Linked DNA regions of Lactuca sativa: region 2 is linked to region 1. A link is a contact called in public Hi-C data. All regions are on one chromosome and are shown on one strand. Each heading gives the region's core, a stretch centred on a gene start, on an enhancer-like site or on the middle of the called end of the contact. The rest is flanking DNA. Distances are from core to core; before and after follow the strand shown.

Region 1 (6,039 bases), core at 1,736-4,235:
AGTTCCGGAACCGACGGTTCCTGTTCCAAGAGCAGGTAACCCGGTTAAATTAATTTTGTTAACTTTTGTCGATAAAACTGCAATTTAGTTTGATCCAAATCAAATCAATTCGGACTAAAGACGGAAAAAATCATACCAATATATTCTAAACCGGTGTAAGACACACACACACACACACACACACACACACACACACACACACACACATATATATATATATATATATATATATATATATATATATATATATATATATACCGGTTCCGGCGGGTACCCAGTGGTTCCGAAAAAATGAGAACCGAAACCGGAACCGCTTAAGGCATAACTTTAGGAACCAGAATCGAAACCGCCTTAGGCGATTCCAGTTCCAAAACCGGCTATTCCAAGGCGGTTCCGGTTCCAAAAACGGATACCCGGTTCCGAAAACGGATACCCGGTTCCGATGATTGTCCATAATTCTACGTACAAGTCGTTTCTTAAGAAATCTGTATGAAAATATTATATTTTAAGTTTGTTTCAATGAAAAAATTCTTTTTTCTGGTTACATTGTTATGTTAATATATTTGTTTTTTAAATAACTTGTTTTAATGAAATAAAAATGGGCGTTGTACACTTGTACTACATAAATATATTTTGAAAAATCTTTTAAATTATACTGTGTACTCTAAGTTGGTTTTGAATTATATTTTGGATGAAAATACCATAATTTGGTACATTATTTTAAAACATAATATGAAAATTAAAAATAAAAATAAGAATCTTTTCGTATGATAAATTACGTTCAAGTCTAAGAGGCTTGTATAGGATTGTTTTATATAAAGTCATACATGTGAATCACGATAGATTAAATATTTAAAACAATACAATGAAAAAATAAGGTACTAAATTACATCTCTTTCGTCATTTATGATGTAAGATGCTAATAATCTATATAAAAAAATATTTTTAACGTACGTTTTGGTGAATAAGTCTATAATATATGATGTAAGATGTTAATAATTTACATATATATAAAAAGATTACAAACACTATGATGAATAAATATATAATATAAGAATTGTTTGGATGGTATTTTATTCATTACACTTTTAAAAATCTAAAATAAATATAAAACAAAAAATATTGTGTATATTCTTTATGTAACAATATGTATATTTTTGGCATCATAATGGAAACACATCTAATCTTAATTATGCATCTTTAATAGTTTAATAATTTTTTTTTAACCGGTAAATATAAATATATATATATATATATATATATATATATATATATATATATATATATATATATATATATATATATATATATATATATATATATATATATATATATATATAATCTATTCCTAAACTAACACCTAATTTCATCTATGTCAACAACGGGACTTAAACCTTCGACCTTAAGAAATGAAGACACCACCTGATACCGTTGTGCATGTTGATATACCCAAACACTCAAGTTTTTATAATAATATAAAAAGTGTGGAGCTTTAATAAACATTTATTGTAAATATATAAATATCAAACGATTACAATTTAACAATACAAAAAATTTGATATTACAAAAAGTAAAAAATAAAAATAAAAATACTTAAATATATTATTGATTAGAGTTATTATTTAGGTTTTTTTGAGTTCAGAAAACAATCGTAGTAAAAAGCCAAAAAGGGTTTTCTTTAGTTATGGGATAATGACTTAAAATGGTAATTTATTTTTTAATATATACACATTTGATTATTGAGTTTTTCTCGTCAACATTTACATCTTCAACTTGTTAAATTGTATACATTCAGTACTTATGACCGGCTAATCCAGGTTATCCGATAAAAATGACTTAATAGGGTAATCTATTTCTCATTTTGTACACATTTAGTCCTTAATATTTTTGTACACATTTAGTCATATATATATATATATATATATATATATATATATATATATATATATATATATATATATATATATATATATATATATATATATATACAAACTAAGTCGTTTTTGATTTTGTACTCATTCAGTACTTATGAATGATTTCTTAAGGTTTTTCTCATTACATATTACGTGGGACAATCGTTGATGAGGTGTTTGAGACTTTTGATATTTATGTTCGTAATCTCGACTACTTGGTGGCTTATGTCATGTGTTCTGAACATTATAATTTCTTCATACGATCTCAGATTTTAACGATCTTTATATCCAAGCGTTCGTATTTTAGTCTACTACAACTTTCGTTTAAATTTCCGTTAAAAATTAATATATTTTTACTTATGAGCTTAATATCCATATGTTTTTTTTATGAATGCATGTGTGCATGTTTTTCTTTTTTTATAAAATCGTAAGTAAATATGTATTAAATTTTATTAGGAGGAATCTTAACGAAAGTTGTAGTAGACTAAAAAAACGAACACGTGGATATAAAGATCATTAAAATTTGATATCATATGAAGAAGTTACGACGTTTAGAACACATGACCTAAGCCAAACCACATGACCTACGCAACCGAACAGTCGAGATCACAATAGAGATAAACATCAACAACCCTAAACACCTCATCAATGATTGACTCACGTAAAATATCGTGAAAAAAACCGAAAAAAAAATCATTCATAGGTATTGAATGAGTACGAAAAACAAAAGAAAGTTATGACTAAATGTGTATAAAAATAATAATGACTAAGTGTGTACAAAATGATAAATATATTATTCGATTAAGTCATTTTTCCAGAGTAATCTAGAATAACCGGTCATTAGGACTGAATGTGTACAGTTTAACAAGTTGAAATGATAAATATTAAATAAATAAATAAACTTAACGACTAAATCTATCCGAATCAAAAAAATATATTTTCTTTTTAAGTTATCATGTAAAAGTAAAATAAAATAAAAGAGTTATAATAAAGACACACAGAAGCGGGTCCACTCCACTCTCCGCGTGATATAGATGTATAAGTAGTATATCGCTTTTTACTTCACAAATCATAATATTAATAATTGTGATTCAGCTTATCGCTTCACAAAATGATAGTGGATAGCTGGTGGTCATGGTGGTCAGAAGTTACCAGCAAGAAAGTCGAGATGCTCACTTTCCCAGTACTCACTTTATCGGCCATTTCAATCGCTATTTTAGTGTACATATCCAGGAAGACAAGGTCACGGTTGCCGCCCGGACCTCGTGGTTTGCCGGTGGTGGGTTACCTTCCGTTTCTTGGCGCCAATTTGCTCGATGAATTCACTAAAATGGGTCAACGTTTTGGCCCGATTTTCAAACTCCAGCTCGGAAGTAAGACCTACGTCGTCATCAGCTCCTCAGACCTGGCTAAAGTTGTGCTCCGTGATCAAGACGATACTTTTGCTAACCGAGACCCTCCGGTGGCTGGCATAGCTCTCACATATGGTGGCAAAGATATAACCTGGTCTGACAACAACAACTACTTGCGTAACATGCGTAAGGTGTTGATGTACGAAGTGATGAGCCACAAGAACCTGGAAGCTTCACTCTCTTTCCGGCGAGGTGGAGTCAGAAAAACTGTCAAGAATGTGTATGAAACAATGGGCACGGAGGTGGATATTGGTGAGACTGCGTTCTCTACGTTGTTGAGGGTCATAACCAGCATAATATGGGGGAAAAGTTTCGATGAAGATGAAGCAAGCAATACTCTTATGGTTGGGTTCCGGGAAGTGATTACAAATGCAATGATGGTTTTGGGAACCAACAACGTGTCGGACTATTTTCCGGTGCTGGCCAGATTCGATTTGCAGGGGGTGGAGCGAAAAATGAAGAAAGAAGCTCAGAAGCTCGATGGGATCTTCCAGAAGATTATCGATGATAGAGTGATCAGCCTTAAAACCAAAGAATCAGCAGAGCAACAGGGAAGAAAGGATTTATTACAGGTTTTCCTTGAGCTGAAACAAGAAAATAATGAGTCATCATTCACTGATACGCAGATAAAAGCTCTTTTCATGGTATCTTTATCTTATTTAAATTTGTTTGTTTTTTTGATGTGTAGTTTTTATAATAAAGATCAATTCAGAATAATAAAAATTTTGGTAAGAAATTATATATATATATATATATATATATATATATATATATATATATATATATATATATATATATATATATATATATATATCGAATTGAATCATTACATGATCCGTAAGAAAAAAAATTCTCAAAAAAACATTTTCATGATTTATTTTTAGTAAATCAAAAAATTTTAGTGAATAACAAATCGTGTTATTTTTTATTTATCTAGTGATTCATTTGTCTTATTCATAAAAAAATATGTCGAAAAAATCTTTTTACTATCCTACCAAAAAAAAAATTCTTACCAGATCTTTATCTAGTTTTTATATATATATTTGTTTCACTTCAACGCCTTAACCTTCTTTTGTTTATTGAAACAGGACTTTTTTGTTGCAGGAACACACACAACAACAACAGTGACAGAATGTACAATGATGGAGCTTTTGAAAAATCCAGATATAATGAAAAAGATACAGGACGAATTAGAACAAGTGGTAGGCCTAAACAACATTGTTGAAGAATCTCATCTTCCAAACTTACCTTACCTGGATGCAACCATTAAGGAAACATTTCGTTTACACCCAACACTTCCACTCTTGGTAACGCGATCTCCCAATAAATCTTGCAAGGTTGACAAATACACAGTCCCAAAAGGTTCTAACGTCTTTTTGAATGTTTGGGCAATACAAAGAGATCCTAAATATTGGGATAATCCTTTAGAATTCAATCCTAATAGATTTCTAAACCACGATGGAACTACCAATACCAAATTCGATTATAACGGATTGAATACCAATTTTCTCGCTTTTGGTGCTGGCAGAAGAAGGTGTCCCGGGGTTCCCTTGTCCGAGAAGATGTTGATGTACCTTTTGGCTTCATTGTTGCACTCGTTCAACTGGACTTTGCCTGATGTGAAAGAACATGAGATGTCTGAAAAGCTTGTCCCCAAGAAACAAAAATCACTCATAGCTATTCCTTCTCAGAGGTTACCAGCCAAAAAGCTCTATATATAATGTTCCATAAGATGTAATAAATATTGGATGCAGGTGTTGTAGGAAGATAGTTGGAAATCTCTATGTCTTTGGCAACTCAAGTCTTGTCAAACCTTCTTTCAAGTAATGTAATGTTATGATATGACCCATCGGTTTAGTTGGTTCTACTGCAGACGCCAATAAGTTGGAGTAGTAGCATTAAAATAAATTATTCTTCTATTTAGGTCCTAGCATAACACTATAAATAAAGTGTTCAATTCCTTGTTTTTGGGTTATGCATTAATAAAAAGAATTCTTGCATATTTTTTGAGTTTCCTTATTTCTCTCAAATTAGTAGGAAGGGTGGACTCAAGAATTTACATTATTAGTCACACCTTATACTAGCTACTAGTTGTAATTGTTTTTATGTTTTTTAACGGTTGCATTTTAATATAAAAAATTACACTTATAATTTGAAATTTAGTAGTAGCATGTGACCATCGAGAAACCCGCTAAATTCGCCACCAATTCCTTGTTTTAGGGTTATGCATTAATAAAAAGAATTCTTGCATATTTTTTGAGTTTCCTTATTTCTCTCAAATTATTAGTCGTGCTTGTTTTTATGTTTTTTTTAAAGGGTGCATTTTAATATAAAAAAAATTACACTTATAATTTGAAATCGAATAGTAGCCTGTGACCATCGAGAAACCCGTTAAATTTGCCACCAGGTACTAGTGGGTTCTAACCCTAGGCTTCGAATCAAAGCACATTATTTGGTATGGTATGAGAGCAATCCATTTGATTCTAGTGTTAACATGTTAAAAATCAACACTAGTAAAGAAGAAAACATTTCCTACTTTTAAAAAAAGGTTTTGACTTTTTTAATTATCAAAGTCTCAAAATTAACTAGATTTAGTCACTAAAGATCTGATTATGCTAAATTAGACCCTAAAGTCTGAGTTTTGACTCGTTTTGCCCCTTTACAACCTTATGACTATGTTGCAGATTACTTGCTTCCCTACTAATATGACATTT
Region 2 (5,710 bases), core at 2,799-5,298, 160 kb before region 1:
TTTTGTTATAATTAACCCGTTTAGTACACACTAAACTCATAATTTTAATTAATTGATTCTTTGCATGTTTTTTTCTCATAATTTTCACTTATTTCAATTTCAAATTCAAATAAATTTCTATTTAATCGTTCGTACTTAACATTTTGTTTTAATCAACATGTATATTATACGGGTCTTACAACTAGTAAACAAAATAAACTAATGTGCTTTAATTTGAGAATCTCTATTCTAATAAAAGAATAGTTTTAATTTCATTTTGACATGTGTCATCTTTTGCCATTTGTCACCTTTTGTCATTTGTCACCATATTAGGCTTCCTAATTAATGCATACCACTTGTCAATTTATTAATTCTACATTTCAAATTTCAAAATTTAAATTTCTCACTCTAATTAAATTAAATTAAATTAATAACATTAAAATAAAATCAATACAAATTATACATGATATAATATTTCATATATTTATTTAAATTAACGATTATAATTTTATATAACTAAAAAAATCTTTTAATTAATAATTTATTTAAAATAATTAATTAATAATTTTTGAATTCTCATTAAAAAAGTTTAATTAATTTTGTAACCGTGGTTTCTACAGGTTATAAACTAGTTTTGAAATAAAAAGATAAATCCATTAATATAATTGATATTCATTTATTACTACATTTATTGTCATTATTATATTAAACTTTATAAAAATAGAAAAAACCCATAAAATAACATGTGGAAAAGAAATTAATTCAAAATAACCACAAAATAATATTTAATAATATTTAATAAATTAAATGAGAATATATTATGTGGCAAAGAAACCTTAAACTATTAATAATTTTACTTGTATCTTAAACATACTTCCTTGATTATAAATGGAATAGCCACGACAGTCCTAGATATCCTTAATTTGTGTCAGTAATCTGCATGTAATCTTTTAAAATTTTATGATGGATTAACCAAATGCATAAATACGTTGCTAATCCGTTTGTTATTCTGTTAGAAATGTCTTAAAACTCTGCTATTACATTCTATGGGAGATGCGTCGCTAATTACATCGGATTTTGTTTGTGGCTAAAATCCATGCACGATACCCTATCGTGTTGTAATGATTCCAGTGACAGAATATCATCAATTAGAAGAAACTTGTTTTAGATACAGTGAAAATGCACAATCTATAGGTGTGATCAATTAGGCCTTCACATGCAGGTTCATCTTTGGCTCTTCAAATTATACTCTCGAACGTTAAAAAATCAAAGAGGATGCCAAGAAAATCGCAAATGCCGTTGACAATGATGCTAAAGTTAACTTCAATGGCATCCTTCCTCGATCTCTCCTTAAAACCATGCCTTCATATATCGGCCAGCTATTCACCACCACAACTCCAGATATGAACATCTGCACAAAAAACTCTTGCAACCTCCCATTAATGAAAACCTCCATAAAGCCTTTTACAAACGAAAACAAGTTGATCAATGATGCGACACTAAATGGAAAAAACAAGATTGATTCAACTCCAAAATCAAACACCCCTTGTTCATATAGTTTCTTTTGTTCTTCCTCAATCACTTTGCTGGTAACATTGAACCCAGATGTTGAAAAACCGAAGGATTTTAGTGACCACTCGAGCAATGCAAATGGATAACTCGATAGCCCCCACATCAACCACATTCTTTGGCAGTTCCACCACCTTTGCTTCGATCCTCCTCCAAAGACCACAAAATCATAAAAATCTTTTCCATAAGCTCCAAGAAATAGAAACGCATGCAAGGAAAACCCACCTTCCGAAACCTGAAATCAGCATAATCCTTTAGTTTTTTCACAAGATGTTTGTATTATCAAAAGTCGAATTGATACCCTTGCAAACATTGGGAAGGAGTTGAGGAGCGAAATTTGAGGCAAGAACGCGTAGACAATGATTGGAATCGACCAAAAAGAACGAAGTGTGTAGTGTGTGTAACATAAAGCATGCAGAGGATTCATTGATCGAATACCATACGTTATTGGGCAATATTTGTTAAAAAATATTTCGAGGAATCCCATGTACCATCGTTTGGTTTGGGTTAGGGCATCATTCAAGTTTGAGGGCGAGCCTCCAAGAAACGCAGCTCTTTTTGGATTGCAAAGAATCGACTTCCATCCTTCACAATGAAGTCGAAAGCTCGTGTAGGTGTCCTCGGTTAAGGTGCCATATCGAAATCCAATCTACAAAATGAATATCATGATTTATTTTTTTCAAATTCTTTGAGGAAAACAATACTAGGGGGAAAGCCTAACCTCGGATCCCCATTTTGTATCATCCTCATAGTCGCAGCTTGCTGCTTGGTGTGCTAAAACCAAAACATCCTTAGTGCATATTGGAATTGAGATATTTTTTTGCATGATTGTATCTTTAATGAATCCAAAGCATGAGTCGTTGCTAATAACATGTCGTTTGAAAAAGCCTCCTGTACCCATAAACTGAGCGCCTAACAAGCCATCCATTCCAAGACTTAAAATTTGTGTCTCGGCCTTGAACTCCGAAGCATATATGTCATTCGTATTAATGCCACTGAATCTTTGCGGAAATTGAACAAATCCAAGCTTTGAATCAGCATTTGGATCCATAAAATAACATAATGCGCGAAGTGGCGTTTCAGGGTCATTTGAGAACATGTCGCAATCTAGAACAAGGACAATCTGTCCATTGGTCAGCAAGCCTGACACTCGAAGCTACAATAATCATTAAACTGAAACAAATTAAGAAGCTTTTTCCACTCTACCCATCAGAAAAACTAAACCAAACACGGATAATTGTGAGATTACCAGGACGTTGAGTGCTCCAGCCTTAAAATTATGGGGCTTGTTGTTGCTTTTTTCTCTAGAAACGTAGACAAGATTTGGCATTACGCCACCTGCGACATCTTTGTCTATAGTGTTGTCTAATATAATCTGTATTTCGTGTAAATAAAGAAAATCAAACACCACTACAAAAGGGGCAAAAAGTTTTTTCTATGGATAATTTTCTCAAAAATTTCCAAAGTGAGCTCATATTTATTTACTAAAATTGATAATTGATAACAAAACAAACAACTACATGAATAGGAGAAACCTTAATAATTGTGGGATGATGTCGACGCGAGAAATTAGGCGTCCATTTACTGAAAGCATCACGAATTTCTGATTCCTTCACCTCATCTAAACATACGCCACCACTTTGCACCACCTTCTCCACCCTTGATTTCATTCTTTCATACATCGCCTGCCACACAAAATCAGTTAGCCTTATTTCACAGCATAATCAATATTTGATTAGTTGTTATTCAATATTTATTAAATTGTATGTCAATTATGTTTTATTTTTCATGGACTAAGGAATACACTTAATTTCAGAAACAAATTTAAAGGTTAAAATTCAGCAATCGGAAATGGAATGAAGGAAGCACCTTGATTTCATCTGTCTCAGGGAACCAAGCAGGATCATTTTCAAAATACACTTCAGGCGACCGATCAACAATACTATGCTTCTTGCAGTATGGAATCCAATGCTTAGCAAACTTAGCACCCTCCATGAACGCATACAGTGTCACTTCAGACCCCCCATCATCTGATATGTAAACGGAAAGCTTATCCGTCGGGTAGTCATATGCCAATACAGATAAGGCCGTGTTCACCACTCCAACTGGTGGCTCTTTGGTGGGATCAGCCGTGCAAATCAACACATCTAACGCCGGATACTCTCTCTCCTCCACGAACTGTTGCAGGTTTTCTGGGAAAACACGGCGATGGATTGGATTCCAGTGAAAGCATTGGGAGGTGAACCACATAAAAGCTAACACAAAGTCGGCTAGAAACAGAGCGATGGGGATTGGATAGTAGATTAAATTACGGCAGTGGCGGAGGAGGAGAAAAGAAACGACGGTGGCATAGATGATTGCAAAAATACGGTTAAGCCATGTTTTAGAAAGTCGTTCAGAGGAATGGAGGAGAAGGGCGGCCATGGTAGGTGGTTATGGTTGTCTAAATTAAACTCTATGCCTAGCTATTTCTTTCTTCCTTAGCCGGTTGTTTACATTATCACCATTATAGATATTATATTTACCAAATTATATAAACTAAGTTGTTTTTTTACCACTGTTGCGCCTGCAGTACATACAGGCGTAAAATTTGATCATTCGCAACCGTTTACTTTTAGAAATTTTTTGAGTTAAAAACTGTTGCGTGTATACTGCGTGACGCAATATTTGACCTTTTGCTTCTTCACATCTTACTTTAACTTATTGCATCAGTCTACATAGATTAAAAAACATATAGACTTTTTATTACATGTTGTAGCCGTTTGGTCTCCCTCTTCTGCAATAGAGGATTGCAGAGGTTGTCTGCAGACTTCAGACATTTTCGCTTCGAAAAAATAAACAACACCTAAGTGAACCTGTTTAAACCACGAGTCAGGGTTTTTCTATTTCGAAGTCGGCTTTATTGTTGGGTCTGTATTAAAATATTTGGAATTCTAATTGTATTGTTATTGTCGATGTTGGTAAATGTTCTTTTTTTTTTTCTCTTGTTTGAAATGGTATTCAAATTCTATTTAAATGGTCCTCTTGAAGGAAATATCTTTAAATGATTATCTTTATGATAAAAACATCTAAGGCTCGGTAATTCTTCAAGGTATTATTTATATATTTATTGGGTTGATTATTTTATATTGATTAGGCTTGGATCCATTGGATCCTTACTAAATGGACTTCAGGGTGTCGTACGTTTGGTGTACCACCCTGTAGAGCGGTCTCTCCATTAAGTCTTACTTGTCTTGATACTATCACAAGGGCCTCGCTCACGGGTGTCACCCAAACCATACTACTGAGTGACCCTACCTCCAATCTCACTTATATGGGGCTACACGGGTCCTAAAGCATCCTGAATCCTCAACAAGTTATCCTTTCCCGATCTCTATCCGACTAACTAGGAGATACGGGCCTCACCCACACTCCGCTAACTAGGAGATTCGGGCCCCCGCCCACAGTCCTCTAACAATTGGCTACCAGCCTGAAAATGTCCAACAATGAGTGCTCCACAGTCTAACATCTTGATTAGCTCGCGTGCTACCGAGAAACAACAACTTGGTTTCCCAAACCAGTCCTCTACTACTGCGAATACATGAACTCAACGTCAGGATGTTTCTCAAACTCCCGACTCCCCGCTGCTCTATCCAAACGGTTACCTCAGTTGGTTTCCTTCTTAGCCATGAGGCGAACGCATCCAAGTTGTGCTCCTACTCCAGCACCTAACTACTGGGATAATACTCCCCCACTTCGATTCAACTAGATCCCTATAGGTTCCAGCTCGGAAAGGATACCCAATCCTTTTCTCCAACCCAAGGCCGATCTGCTGCCCACCATGCTTACCACTGCTGGACATCCAAAACTAAACAATACCAAACCCGAACCACTCATGCAGACTAACAAGACACTTCCCGAGTCCCACTCTCACCAGCTACGTTGACTGCGTCCCGGAAACCAGCCCAAAAAGGAGTGGGGGTACTGCTATGAACTACCGTCCGAAAACCCATGGTATGCAGATGGCATTTGATCCGAACACGAACATAAATAGAATTCTAACATACATTTGCTAACATAGATGTAGTACTATACCAATATGATCATAAATAAAAACTGACAGGAAATCAAAAGATACATACCTGCAACATTCAGTGCTTCTCGAGCCTCCACCATAGACAAC

The links. A called contact is a pair of places that touch in the nucleus more often than the background predicts.
Region 2: a Hi-C map of leaf shows a contact between it and region 1, with 4 times the contacts expected there. The contact joins the promoter of LOC111894272 here to the promoter of LOC111894260 in region 1. A contact is called at or near these places in 3 of 4 Hi-C or Micro-C datasets (bud and leaf).

The regions. Positions count from the first base shown.
Region 1 is chr3:16,970,305-16,976,343 of Lsat_Salinas_v11, reverse strand. LOC111894260 (7-ethoxycoumarin O-deethylase) reads left to right here and starts at 2,985. Exons shown (of 2, transcript XM_023890335.3): 1 at 2,985-3,969; 2 at 4,414-5,327. The coding sequence starts at 3,025. The coding sequence ends at 5,046.
Region 2 is chr3:17,134,674-17,140,383 of Lsat_Salinas_v11, reverse strand. LOC111894272 (cellulose synthase-like protein G3) reads right to left here and starts at 4,048. Exons shown (of 6, transcript XM_023890349.2): 1 at 3,418-4,048; 2 at 3,084-3,233; 3 at 2,798-2,923; 4 at 2,270-2,704; 5 at 1,850-2,197; 6 at 957-1,783. The coding sequence starts at 3,972. The coding sequence ends at 1,238.